Regions from separate parts of the Mus musculus genome. Here region 1 is linked to region 2. Evidence: chromatin contacts called from public promoter capture Hi-C data. All regions are on one chromosome and are shown on one strand. The core of a region is the stretch at or near the end of the contact, and the rest is flanking DNA. Distances in the headings are between cores, read along the strand shown.

Region 1 (6,158 bases), core at 3,354-5,853, 86 kb after region 2:
AAGGGGGAGGGAAATGTTGTAATTATATTATCTAGAGAAAGAGAGAGAGAGAGAGAGAGAGAGAGAGAGAGAGAGAGAGAGAGAGAGAGAGAGGAGAAAAACCCGTGTTTACTTCAACATATTCACTGGCAGTTATAGCCTATACTTCTTTTGGGTTTATTTCAAGGTCACTGGTTAAGTTATTAATCAATTAAATTGCAGCTCTTTCTCTTTCCTGAACAAGAGAGGTGTTTGCTTCTGGGGAAGTACACTTGCTGCCTGGGATGTGCCCCACCCACCCCACCTCCACCCCACCCCCCGCAGCACTGGTGTGGTTTGATTCCCTCTCTTTGAGTCTCTGCTTAAACGTCCACTAACTGAGTGCCTTCACTCTTCAGACTGCACATGAAAACAATAGCCATCGCAGGTCTGCTCTCTTTGCCACCACTAAGGAGAGAGCTTTGCTTATGTTACAGTGCTTCTCATTCTTGTGCTAATATTTGCAGCCCTAAGAGAATGCACAGCAGGTAATGACCTGCATGCCTGCTCTTAACAATATGATAGCCAGAGGAAATTGAACATACTCTATCTCCTGCCGGATAGTGATGGAGTAGTTTTTGCTGTCACTACCAGGCCTCAGGATCATATTTCCCCAAGAAGGGTTCTTTTCCAGCATTGCAGTTGCTTCTTTCCGGGAAACTGCATAAAAACATCTATAAGTATGAGATGAAAAGAAAAAAAAAGGTTTAAAAAATATCTGACGAAGATAATTTCTTGAAAATAATACTACCAAAATAACATGAGAGCTACAGTGTTTATCTTTTAAACATAGAGAACATGAAAAGCAATTTACTTTAGCATGATAACCATTGAAAACTTATGACAACTGCATCCCTGGAATAAAACCTACTTGGTCAGGATGGATGATTGCTTTAATGTGTTCTTGGATTCGGTTAGCGAGAATTTTATTGAGGATTTTTGCATCGATATTCATAAGAGAAATTGGTCTGAAGTTCTCTCTCTTTGTTGGGTCTTTCTGTGGTTTAGGTATCAGAGTAATAGTGGCTTCATAAAATGAGTTGGGTAGAGTACCTTCTACTTCTATTTTGTGAAATAGTTTGTGCAGAACTGGAATTAGATCTTCTTTGAAGGTCTGATAGAACTCTGCACTAAACCCGTCTGGTCCTGGGCTTTTTTTGGCTGGGAGACTATTAATAACTGCTTCTATTTCTTTAGGTGATATGGGACTGTTTAGATGGTCAACTTGATCCTGATTCAACTTTGGTAACTGGTATCTGTCCAGAAATTTGTCCATTTCGTCCAGGTTTTCCAGTTTGGTTGAGTATAGCCTTTTGTAGAAGGATCTGATGGTGTTTTGGATTTCTTCAGGATCTGTTGTTATGTCTCCCTTTTCATTTCTGATTTTGTTAATTAGGATTTTGTCCCTGTGCCCTTAACACATTCACAAAGGAACTCACACAATATGTACTCACTGATAAGTGGATATTAGCCCCAAACCTAGGATACCCAAGATATAAGATACAATTTGCTAAACACATGAAACTCAAGAAGAATGAAGACTGAAGTGTGGACACTATGCCCCTCCTTAGAATTGGGAACAAAACACCCATGGAAGGAGTTACAGAGACAAAGTTTGGAGCTGAGATGAAAGGATGGACCATGTAGAGACTGCCTTATCTAGGGATCCACCCCATAATCAGCATCCAAACACTGACACCACTGCATACACTAGCAAGATTTTGTTGAAAGGACCCAGATATAGCTGTCTCTTGTGAGACCAGGCAGGGGCCTAGCAAACACAGAAGTGGATGCTCACAGTCAGCTAATGGATGGATCACAGGGCTCCCAATGGAGGAGCTAGAGAAAGTACCCAAGGAGCTAAAGGGATCTGCAACCCTATAGGTGGAACAACATTATGAACTAACCAGTACCCCGGAGCTCTTGACTCTAGCTGCATATGTATCAAATGATGGCCTAGTCGGCCATCACTGGAAAGAGAGGCCCATTGGACACGCAAACTTTATATGCCCCAGTACAGGGGAACGCCAGGGCCAAAAAGGGAGAGTGGGTGGGTAGGGGAGTGGGGGTGGGTGGGTATGGGGGACTTTTGGTATAGCATTGGAAATGTAAATGAGCTAAATACCTAATAAAAAATGAAAAAAAAAAAGAAAATACCCCACACAAAAAAAAAGAAAACTTATGACAACTAATAATAGCATAGCCCCAGTTTCAATCCATAACAAGTCTTAGATGGATTTGTTGGTCGTTTCCTTGCAGGACTCCAAAATGTCCTAAGGCTCTCTTTAGGGCTCTGTTTTTCTTGTATATCTCTTTATTTATTTTGAGATGGGTCTGAAACTCACCATATAGACTATGCTGGCCTTAAACTGGCCTTAATCTACCTGCCTCATCTTCCCAGAACTGGGCTTGAAGCTAGAAGCCACGCCAGCCAAGTAGGGCTCTGTTTAAACACCTGACAGTAAGACTGTGTCTGAACTGACTCTATTTGGCATAATTTGTTGTTTGTAGGGTTTTGTTTCTTCATTTGATATTTTGAGATTAAGTTTCTTTGTATAGCCATATAGCCCCAATTGTACTTACTCTTCAGACCAAACTGGCTTTGAAATCAGAGACCTACCTGCTCCTGCCTATGCCTCCCGAGTGCTGGGATTAAAGGCATGCTTCATTTATAACTTGTGTTAAAATGTCACCCATAGTATTTTTAGACATAAAATTAAAGAATTAAAACTTCCTGTTTTAGTATTACTCAGCTATTATAAAGAATGGATTTATGAAATTCTTGGACAAATGAATGTATCTGGAGGATATCATCCTTAGTGAGGTAACCCAATCACAAAAGAAGTCATTAGGTATGCACTCATTGATAAGTGGATATTAGCCCAGAAACATAAAACACCCAAGATACAATTTGCAAAACACAAGAAAATCAAGAAGAGGGAAGACCAATGGGTGGATACTTCATTCCTCCTTAGGAAAGGGAACAAAATACCCATGAAAGGAGTTACAGAGACAAAGTTTGGAGCTAAGACAAAAGGATGGACTATCCAGAGAATATCCCACCCGGGGATCCATCCCATAATCAGCCACCAAACCCAGACACTATTGCATATTCCAGAAAGATTTTGCTGAAAGGACCCTGTTATAGCTGTCTTGTGTGAGGCTATGCCAGTGCCTGGCAAATACAGAAGTGGATGCTCATAGTCATCTATAGGATGGAACACAGGGCCCCCAATGGAGAAGCTAGAGAAAGTACCCAAGGAGCTGAAGGGGTCTGCAACCCTATAGGTGGGACAACAATATGAACTAACCAGTACCCCCAGAGCTCATATATTCTAGCTGTATATGTAGCGGAAGATGGCCTAATTGGCCATCATTTGGGAAGAGAGGCCCCTTGGTATTGCAAACTTTATATGCCCAGTACAGGGGAATGCCAGGGCCAAGAAGAGGGAGTGGGTTGGTGGGGAGCAGGGCAGAGGGAGGGTATAGGGAACTTTCGGGATAGCATTTGAAATGTATATAAATAAAATATCTAAATAAATAAATAAATAAAAACTTCCCTTTTTTTTTTTTTTTGTCTTTTCGAGACAGGGTTTCTCTGTGTAGCCCTGGCTGTCCTGGAACTCACTTTGTAGACCAGGCTGGTCTCGAACTCAGAAATCCGTCTACCGCTGGGCATAGTGATGCTAGTGATGCACGCCTTTAATCCCAGCACTCGGGAGGCAGAGGCAGGCAGATTTCTGAGTTCGAGGCCAGCCTGGTCTACAGAATGAGTTCCAGGACAGCCAGGGCTACACAGAGAAACCCTGTCTTGAAAATGCCCCCCCCCCAAAAAAAAAGAAATCTGCCTGCCTCTGCCTCCAAGTGCTGGGATTAAAGGCATGTGCCACCACTGTCCCCTGTTTTATAATGCATGTTATATTCAGTGAAATGTAATCATCATAGAAAATTTTGACAGAGTATATAATATATCCAAAGTGTTATCAGCAACTATCTTTGAGTGTAGCGACAAGAATTAATTTTAATCTTCTCTTTATTTATCTGCAATAGACATATTATATTCTTCTTGGAACAAAAGAAAAAGAAACAGTCCATGTGACTTTTATTTTATGAATTGATCCCCTGTCTAGTTTGAGCTGGCAGCATTGATTAGCAGGTTCCAGTGGACTAGGCATCTGAACATAATGTCATGAAAAAAACCAGGATGTGTTTTAATGGCAAGAGCATCAAAATCCCCAAAGGAGAAGGCCCATAATATGTTCCTCAAGAAAGAAGACGTATAGGATGCTTCAGAATCCAGGTACTGTCCTAGTACCTTTTAAAAAATGCTTTACACAAAGCTTTCCTCAGAAGGCAAGTTCAATGCTCACTGATCAACCAACTGAATACAATATTCTAAGAATTTAAAAATATTTGGTATACATGATGATAAATCATCCAGTTATAGAGTCTCACATATCTATGCCATTTCCTTCCTTCTTCATAGCAACTTTAATTTAGGTTTGAGCTCCGGAAGGAGATCTATTTAGTCTACATGTGTGGGTGGAAGGGGATTTCCTCTGTGGTAAGAGTTAGTTCAAATGCACACAACGTTGATCATGACATAAGAGAGGAAGTGTGGCAGGGCTCACAATTGGTCCCCAAGATATTTAGCATCCCTGCTGGCAACACGTTCAGGTAGGTAGTGCTACCTGGTAACTAGCAATTAGTCTTAACTGAATGAATAAACGAGTCAACTATGCACTTACTCAGGCAGTGGGTTCAGTACATCCGCATAGTCTTGTACTGGCTCCTTCTCTTTCTCCGGAGGCATAAGAGGCAGCTGATCTGTCTCAATCCTTCTTTTCTTTTCTCTCTCTAAGACTTCGTGCAGTCTAATCACTTGCCCAGGTAGAAGTGACACATGCTGAGGAACTGTCAACTGAAACCAGTTAAAACAGTAGGCAAACTAAAGCTGCAACCAAATAGCATACTGGCTTTAGTATAGAGGACCTTGTTGGCCACAAGGAGTTGTAGTGACTTAGTATCCATTCTCAAAGACAAATGGACAGAACAATAAGAAGATTCCAGTCTAACTTGGGCATTACAGTACTGCCCCTATATCAACTAGAACCTGCACAGAGGTTTGCTTGGTTGTTTGCAGAACTGGTTGGTTGATGAGCTGGTTGGTGGGCTGATTGTTTGGTGGACTGGTTGGTTGGTTAACTGGTTGGTTGGTTGGTTTATTTAGGTTATTTTGTTTTGTTTTGTATGTTTTCTTTCCATACCGTCCCTCTATGTGGTCCTGGCTGTCCTAGAACTCACTCTGTACATCAGATCAGTAATCAAACTCACAGAGATTGACCAGGTGCTGGGATTAAAGGTGTGTTACCAACATGCCTAGCTGAGATCATAGTTGATCTGGTCTTAGGTAAAAGTAAACATACTTTTTACTGTGAGCTAAGTAGCAACCAATCTCTCAATTTTTTTCTTTCTTCCTTCCTTCCTTCCTTCCTTCCTTCCTTCCTTCCTTTCTTTCTTTCTTTCTTTCTTTCTTTCTTTCTTTCTCTCTTTCTCCCTTTTAATTTTTTTGGTTTTTCAAGACAGGGTCTCTCTGTGTAGCCCTGGCTGTTCTGCTCTGTAGACCAGGTATTTGCCACCAACACACAGCTAATCTCTCATTTCTCATTCTAAACTCACATACCTTTGTAATGCCCAAGAAGTTTAGTATCGCCAGGAGATACCTTATTTTCCTACAAGTTAACTTGGAAAAGCCCCACATTATTCTGAGAACGTGGGTTTGAGGTGAGCAGGTTTACACTGCTGGGGGTTCACTCCATTTCTAGCCATCCATTCATATTTAAACATGTTGATATTGCTCTTCATGTTAGTTTCGTTGTTCTCTAGAAATGTGTTTTGAATTCCATTATCCATGTAGAAATGTGTTTTGAATTCCATTATCCATGTAAAGTCTTGTGAATTGCATTCACATCTCAAAATTTAGTTGGGAACAACCTGTGCTTTCTGGGGAAGTATGATACAACAGTTTTCTACCTGTGACCTTAGCTAGCTAGTCAGTATTTGCGGACAGCCATGTCTGGTTTATAATTTGGCCACCAGAGGAGAATGAACATTCATCAGGTAACATTCAAGAGAATCCA
Region 2 (6,008 bases), core at 2,778-5,277:
TTTGATGTCCTCTGAGCTGAAGGATCAGGATATCAAACCATGTAGGAAAGAAGCTAAAGAAAGATGGCTTACATATTGGTTCAGTCAAGAAAACAAAAGGCATCCAATGAGTTAGTGTTGATGAGGACAGGAAGTTGGAACTGGTCAGACAGCCTAGGAACAGGAACCTTAATCCTTGTTCTTGGCCAGAAATGTACTTGATTCTCTTCTGGTGGAGTCCGTTTTTCCTAATTGTGTTTCCCACTGGCTTTCTTTCCCTTTTACACAAGTTAAGTGAGCTCCACTGCCAGGGAGCTAAACGGAGATGTAACCAAAAGAGGCACCTGGAAACAAGGTGGGACTGACTGGACTGACTGCCCCTCCCCCGTTGTCTCTCCAGAGCTTCTTCCCTATGTTCTAAGAAAACCTGGAGTCCAGTCCTTGTCAGTGCCCATTGTTTGGGACCCAATCTTCCTACACAGGGCCTCTCCTTCCTTCTTTTTCTTGAGATTCCACCTATAAAACCATCTTCCCGTCTAAACTCTGTAAAATGCATCCTTCCACTTTGAGACAAAGGACCTAAATGGCACTGCCTAGGGTAGCTCTGGTGGTCCTTGAGTTCATTTTTCCAGCACCTTAGCTCTGTGGACTACAAATACCTGTGCAAGAAAGCCTCCATTGATCCAGTGACTACTGCACTTTCTGTAAGAGTTTAAACTACAGTTGAGTTTATGGGGGAATAGTCACTGTGGCTAAAATCTCAATCTCTTAAATAAGGACTGGGTATTGTTTCAGGGGGCTGCTCAATTGCCTCCCTTCCCCAGTCAGAACAGATAGATCCAGATGAAACGACAGCATATTACCCAGAAAAAAGATATGAAAATTTGAAGGCCCATTTAGGGATTTTCAGGGGTTTTGTCCTTATTAGTCAAAAGGTAAATGTGACAGTATAATTGTTACATTTTTCTCTGCCAACACTGTCACGTACACAATCAAACAATTAAAATGCCCTGAACGGGCTGGAAAGTGGCTCAGTGGTTGAGGGCACTTATTCCTGTTCCAGGAGACCTGGGTTAGTTCGGAGCATCTGCACCCACAGAGAGGTTCACAGCCAGCTAGAAATCCATTTTTCAAGGTATCCGATACAGCAGGAACACATGCAGTGTACATATATACATGCAGGCAAAATACACACATAAACTAAAAACCTGTTTTTTAGAATGTCCTTGAAACTGGTATTTAAGTTGCAAGCTTATGGCTATTGCTCTTCTTTTATTCTATAAACCATTTTAAAACTATTCCAAACACTGTGATCTTCAATTGCTGTAATCTGTGTAGGCTCTTACATAAACCCCCCTTTCTCAAGACTACAAAGTGCCCACAGATTTTGTATCTCTTATAAGGAAGGGCCCACTCTGGTTCTGGGAAAATTGGCTCTTGCTATGCCCTTATAGGACCAGAAGGATGACAGGGATCTCTAAGCTTTCATCTCTGAACAATGCAATCTTCAAATTCCATCACCATGAATATGGTTTCAACATCTGAATCTGGGTGATGTAAGCACATGCAGTCTGCAACATACATATTCCGATCCACAGCTCAAATCAGTGCATAACTATTAAGGTTTTAATAAAGACTTTTCCTTTACAAAAGAATTACCTCTGGGTTAAACAGTTAGCTTTCAACCAGTTCAAATTTTAGAACGTCCTTGGGAAAAGATCTTGCTCAAAATTCAGGAACATATGTATTAATGTGCTGACTTGACATTAGTAATCAATTTTTAATTGTGAAATGGGTGGTCCAGTCTCTCAGAACACCAGGCTAGGAACAACACTGAATTCTAGCCCTGGTTGTATGAAAAAAAATGATATGAATTTATTTGAGCCATTTAATCTCTGAGTCGTCTTCTGTAAGTCAAAGAAATTATATATTGAGCATCTTTACTGTGCTATTATTTAATAGTTCAGAAGTATGAAATAAGAGAAATAGACTTGGATATGTTCTGTTATTATAGAAACAATATGATTGTTGGTTATATATAATTTATAATGTAAACATTTTGATTTACAGAATTTGCACAGGCATATGTGTTTCAGGAAAATACACATCACAGTATTCACCTACAAAATTTGGTAATATCAGCTCATCGTAAATGTTTCCTGTTATCCTGGAATGGATTCTGAGGGGAATGGTTAGCAGAAAAACCTGTGGTATCTTAGTAAAATGTATGGATTTAAGTATCACACAAATATCAATTTCTAAGTCATGAAAAATGCACCCAAATACAAAATGGGCAAGTTATTTGAAGAATTCAGATAAATTCTCTATTATCTTTCTAAATTTTCTGTAAATCTGAAATTATTCAGAAACAAATGTTTGCAAGTAGAATGATTACATGCAGCGTTAGGATGCAGCTCAGCACAGACAGAGACAAGAAGACAAGAGACAGCTAACACCAGGGTTGAGAACGAATAGGAGTGGACATGACAGGCATTGAGCCATACTAGTAGTATTAGTATTTTACTTTTTTTAAATCTTTTTTTTTTTTTTTTTTTTTTTTAACAGTCCAGTCCCCCTCCAGGTCTGCCCTCTGGCAGTTCCTCATCCCATTCCTCCTCCTCCTCCTCCTCCTTTTCCCTCTTCGAGAGGATGCCCCTCCCCCACCCTTCCCCACCAGACCTCCTCACTCCCTGGGGCCTCAAGTCTCTCACTCAGACCAGACCTGGCAGTCCTCTGCTGTACATGTGTCAAGGGCCTCAAGCTAGTGTATGCTGCCTGGTTGGGAGCCACATTTTTTTTTTTTTTTTCAATCAAGCCATACAACAGGGACAGATAGTTTTTAAGTTAGAAAAGTTTCCCTTAAATCCATGGTCTCCTTGGACTAAGGAAATAAAAATTTATTTTCCCTAATAGCAGTAACAGATACAGAAAAAGTCAAGACACAAAGCTAGTAAAAAATATAAAAACATGCTTTAACATACAGCAAAGTTCCTCTGCCCGGAGAAGCTACTGTGTTCTCACTGATAATGCTGTGACTCTTTCATACAACTTCTCGTGCTGTGGTGACCACCAACCCTAAAATCATTTTTGTGATTTCAAGACAATTTTGAAGTAAAACCTGTTATACTTTACAGAACGCTGCCCTATGTCTATAATCAAACACGGATTTTTAAAATTGGGCTAGTGTTTCGTCAAACACATCACCAGTTAGAAAGATTCTTAATAGCTGGGCGTGGTGGCACACACTTAATCCCAGCACTTGGGAGGAAGAGGCAGAGGCAGGCAGATTTCTGAGTTCGAGGCCAGCCTGGTCTACAGAGTGAGCTCCAGGACAGCCAGGGCTGCACAAAGAAACCCTGTCTCGAAAAAAAACAACAACAAAGATTCTTAATTGTACTGTGTGTACACAATTGTTTTCTAAAAATGGTAAAATGAGAATGAATGAAAAAAAAGAATTAGATGAGAAATCGGCAATCAGAGAACTGGTAATATGAGTTACTGGCTGTATGTCTTTGATCATATCATTTGAGTTCCTTGTTTTTCCTCCCTTAAAATGAAAGTGCCAAATTTTACAGCTCTTTTTAGTCACTTGACTACAGAGATCAGTAATAGATGTTCAAAACAATTTAAATGGAATCTTTAAGTGGAATCCCAGCCTGGAAATGTCCTCTTTTTGTTGTTGTTGTTCAGAAAAGCGATCTCCTCAAGGCACTGTAACAGTTCTGGATTTGCAAGGCAACAGCATCTGGTAGCTGTCGAGCCCCCTGGAGCGGTACGCTCTCACAGCCGGAAGTGACGCGTTTTGGTTCCGCGTTTGCCCTCAGCGCTCAGCAGCCTTCACGTAGGCACTCCCCTCACCTGCAAGGAAGCGCGCCCCGTTGCCCCGCCCCAACCGGAAGTCAGGTGTCCCAGGGGCTGACTGGAAACCCTGTCCTGGGCGTACTTTTCCCCAGCTCCTCCCCCTGGTGACGTCGCCGCCCGCCCCTTGACCCTCGCGGCCCCGCCCCCTCGCCTGCCTCCCCGCCTCGCTGCAGTCAGTCTGTCGGAAGGCGATGGAGCGGTCCGAGCCGTTGGCTGTGCTTTCCTGTGAAGAGGCGTCCTGCTCCTCCTGGGGAGCCTGCGGGTGAGAGGCCTGGCCCGGGGCAGGCTGGGCGGGAAGGAGCGGAGGAACGCCGACGCGGGCTCCGTTCTCGCGTTCCGGCGGCTCGGAGCGCGCGGAGGCCACGGGGCCGCGCGGAGCCACAGGGAGCTAGCGAGGTGGCGAACGAGCGAGCGAGCCGGCGGGCGGTGGGTGTGGCGGCGTGGGCGCTGCCCTCGCTGCTCCAGCTCCGCTCCTCTGAGGAGACCGGCTCTTCCCGGGTCGGGTCCAGCATCCTTCCCTCAGGTCACTACTTCTGAGCGGCCAGTCATTCAGGAGAGGGTTGTGGCCCCTGTTGCTTGGCACACTTCCTTCAGCGCCACGGAGCACTATCCTCCTCCAGCCGTGCTCCTTAGGAAAACTGTTCTTGAGAGCTCAAGTCAGGATGAATCCGTTGCAGTGTGGACACCCCGAGAATCCTCTCTGTTTACTACGGGGGTGTTGGAGCGCGGGGCGGGGCCCAAGGTTCCTAGGATTATTTCCCGCTGAGGATCTTGGAGTTTTTCTTTCTCAGCCTGCAAAAATTCCGGGGTTGGGGTCCTGGTATACTCTCTCCAGTGTTTGCGTTAGTTCTCTTTTGGTCATCTTACAGTTAAGAAAGCCCCGCTTGTATCCTACCCAGTATATGACTATTACATACCAAATATAGAAGTGATGGATTTCTTACGTTACTAGCTTTACATTGCACATTGAGACATATACTTCAAGGACTGGATGGAAGTATTGTCTGCCCTGGCCAATGCTGCCAAAATCGACTTAAGAAATATTATTGAATACAAATATCTGCCCCTTAGTTGCTCTTACAGATGATTTGTTATTGTTGTTGTTGTTGTTGTTGTTGTTATTATTATTATTATTATTATTATATTGATTCTGAGGCTGGCTCCAAGTTTGCCAAAGATGGCTTCCTCCCTCCTCGTCTGAATTTCTGAGATTACAAGTATGTGCAATCAGGCGTGACTGTTTTTGAACATATTCTCGAAACAATCATTGAGACAGAGCTTTTTAAGTGTTGGCCATAGCCATTAAGCGGCTGAGCATAACCCCGTTCTCATTTTTAGTCAGAACTTTAATCCACCTAAGTCATTGTGTGTAACATAGAATAGCAAGTGCAATAAAGTGTGTAAAATAGAAACAAAATGATAGGATACTACAGGTTTATATATAGTTTTAGTATATGTTGTGTGAATATGCTGACTTTATTATATGAGGTGCTTACAGTGCAGTTAGTGTCTGGTTGCTCTAAAAATCTCAACAGCAAGCACTGCACATAGCAACAGTTAGTGAAATTAACTTCAACACATTTTAAAACTCTAAGGAAGATGATACCTAAGAAAACATACATTTTGTATGGAAGGACCTTGTCTAAGGGTTTCTATTCTTTTTTGGTTTTTCGAGACAGGGTTTCTCTGAATAGCCCTGGCTGTCCTGGAGCTCACTTTGTAGACCAGGCTGGCCTCCAACTCAGAAATCCGCCTGCCTCTGCCTCCCGAGTGCTGGGACTAAAGGCGTGCGCCACCACGCCCGGCTAAGGGTTTCTATTCTTGTACAAAACCATGACCAAGAAGCAAGTTGGGGAGGAAACGGTTTATTCAGCTTACGCTTCTCATATTGCTGTTGATCACCAAAGGAAGTCAGGACTGGAATTCAAGCAGGTCAGGAAGCAGGAGCTGATGCAGAGGCCATGGAGGGATGTTCCTTACTGGCCTGCTTCCCCTGGCTTGCTCAGCCTGCTCTCTTATAGAACCCAAGACTACCAGCCCAGGGATGGCACCACCCACTAGGGGCCCTCCCCCTTTGATCACCAACTGAGAAAATGACCCATAGCTGGATCTCATGGAGGCACTTCCCCAACTGAAGCTCCTTTCTCTGTGATAACTCTAGCCTGTGT

The links. Promoter capture Hi-C pulls out the DNA fragments that hold promoters and counts their contacts.
Region 1: a promoter capture Hi-C map of pre-B cells shows a contact between it and region 2. The contact joins the enhancer-like site here to the promoter of Uba6 in region 2. A contact is called at or near these places in 9 of 39 promoter capture datasets (the C10 cell line, the HPC-7 cell line, cranial neural crest and 6 more), 1 of 15 datasets of contacts at CTCF or cohesin (CD8 T cells), 20 of 484 Hi-C or Micro-C datasets (B cells, CD4 T cells, the CH12 cell line and 15 more), 6 of 115 datasets of contacts at active chromatin or transcription factors (the 230-238 cell line, the HPC-7 cell line, the SCID.adh cell line and 3 more) and 3 of 9 other capture datasets (adipose tissue, liver and pancreatic islet).

The regions. Positions count from the first base shown.
Region 1 is chr5:86,085,431-86,091,588 of GRCm38.p6, reverse strand. Stap1 (signal transducing adaptor family member 1) reads right to left here. Exons shown (of 9, transcript NM_019992.4): 5 at 4,767-4,939; 6 at 564-692. Among named protein-coding and RNA genes, the nearest start is that of Gm24524, 8.7 kb to the right of the region's middle. Within about 2 kb of position 4,603, at least 99 of the 459 cell types and tissues checked have an H3K27ac peak or open chromatin away from gene starts, as enhancers often do. A contact at or near this core is called in the 230-238 cell line, B cells, CD8 T cells and 10 more, where this site is marked.
Region 2 is chr5:86,170,762-86,176,769 of GRCm38.p6, reverse strand. It overlaps Uba6 (ubiquitin-like modifier activating enzyme 6), which reads left to right and starts at 4,027. Exons shown (of 33, transcript NM_172712.2): 1 at 4,027-4,102. The coding sequence starts at 4,032.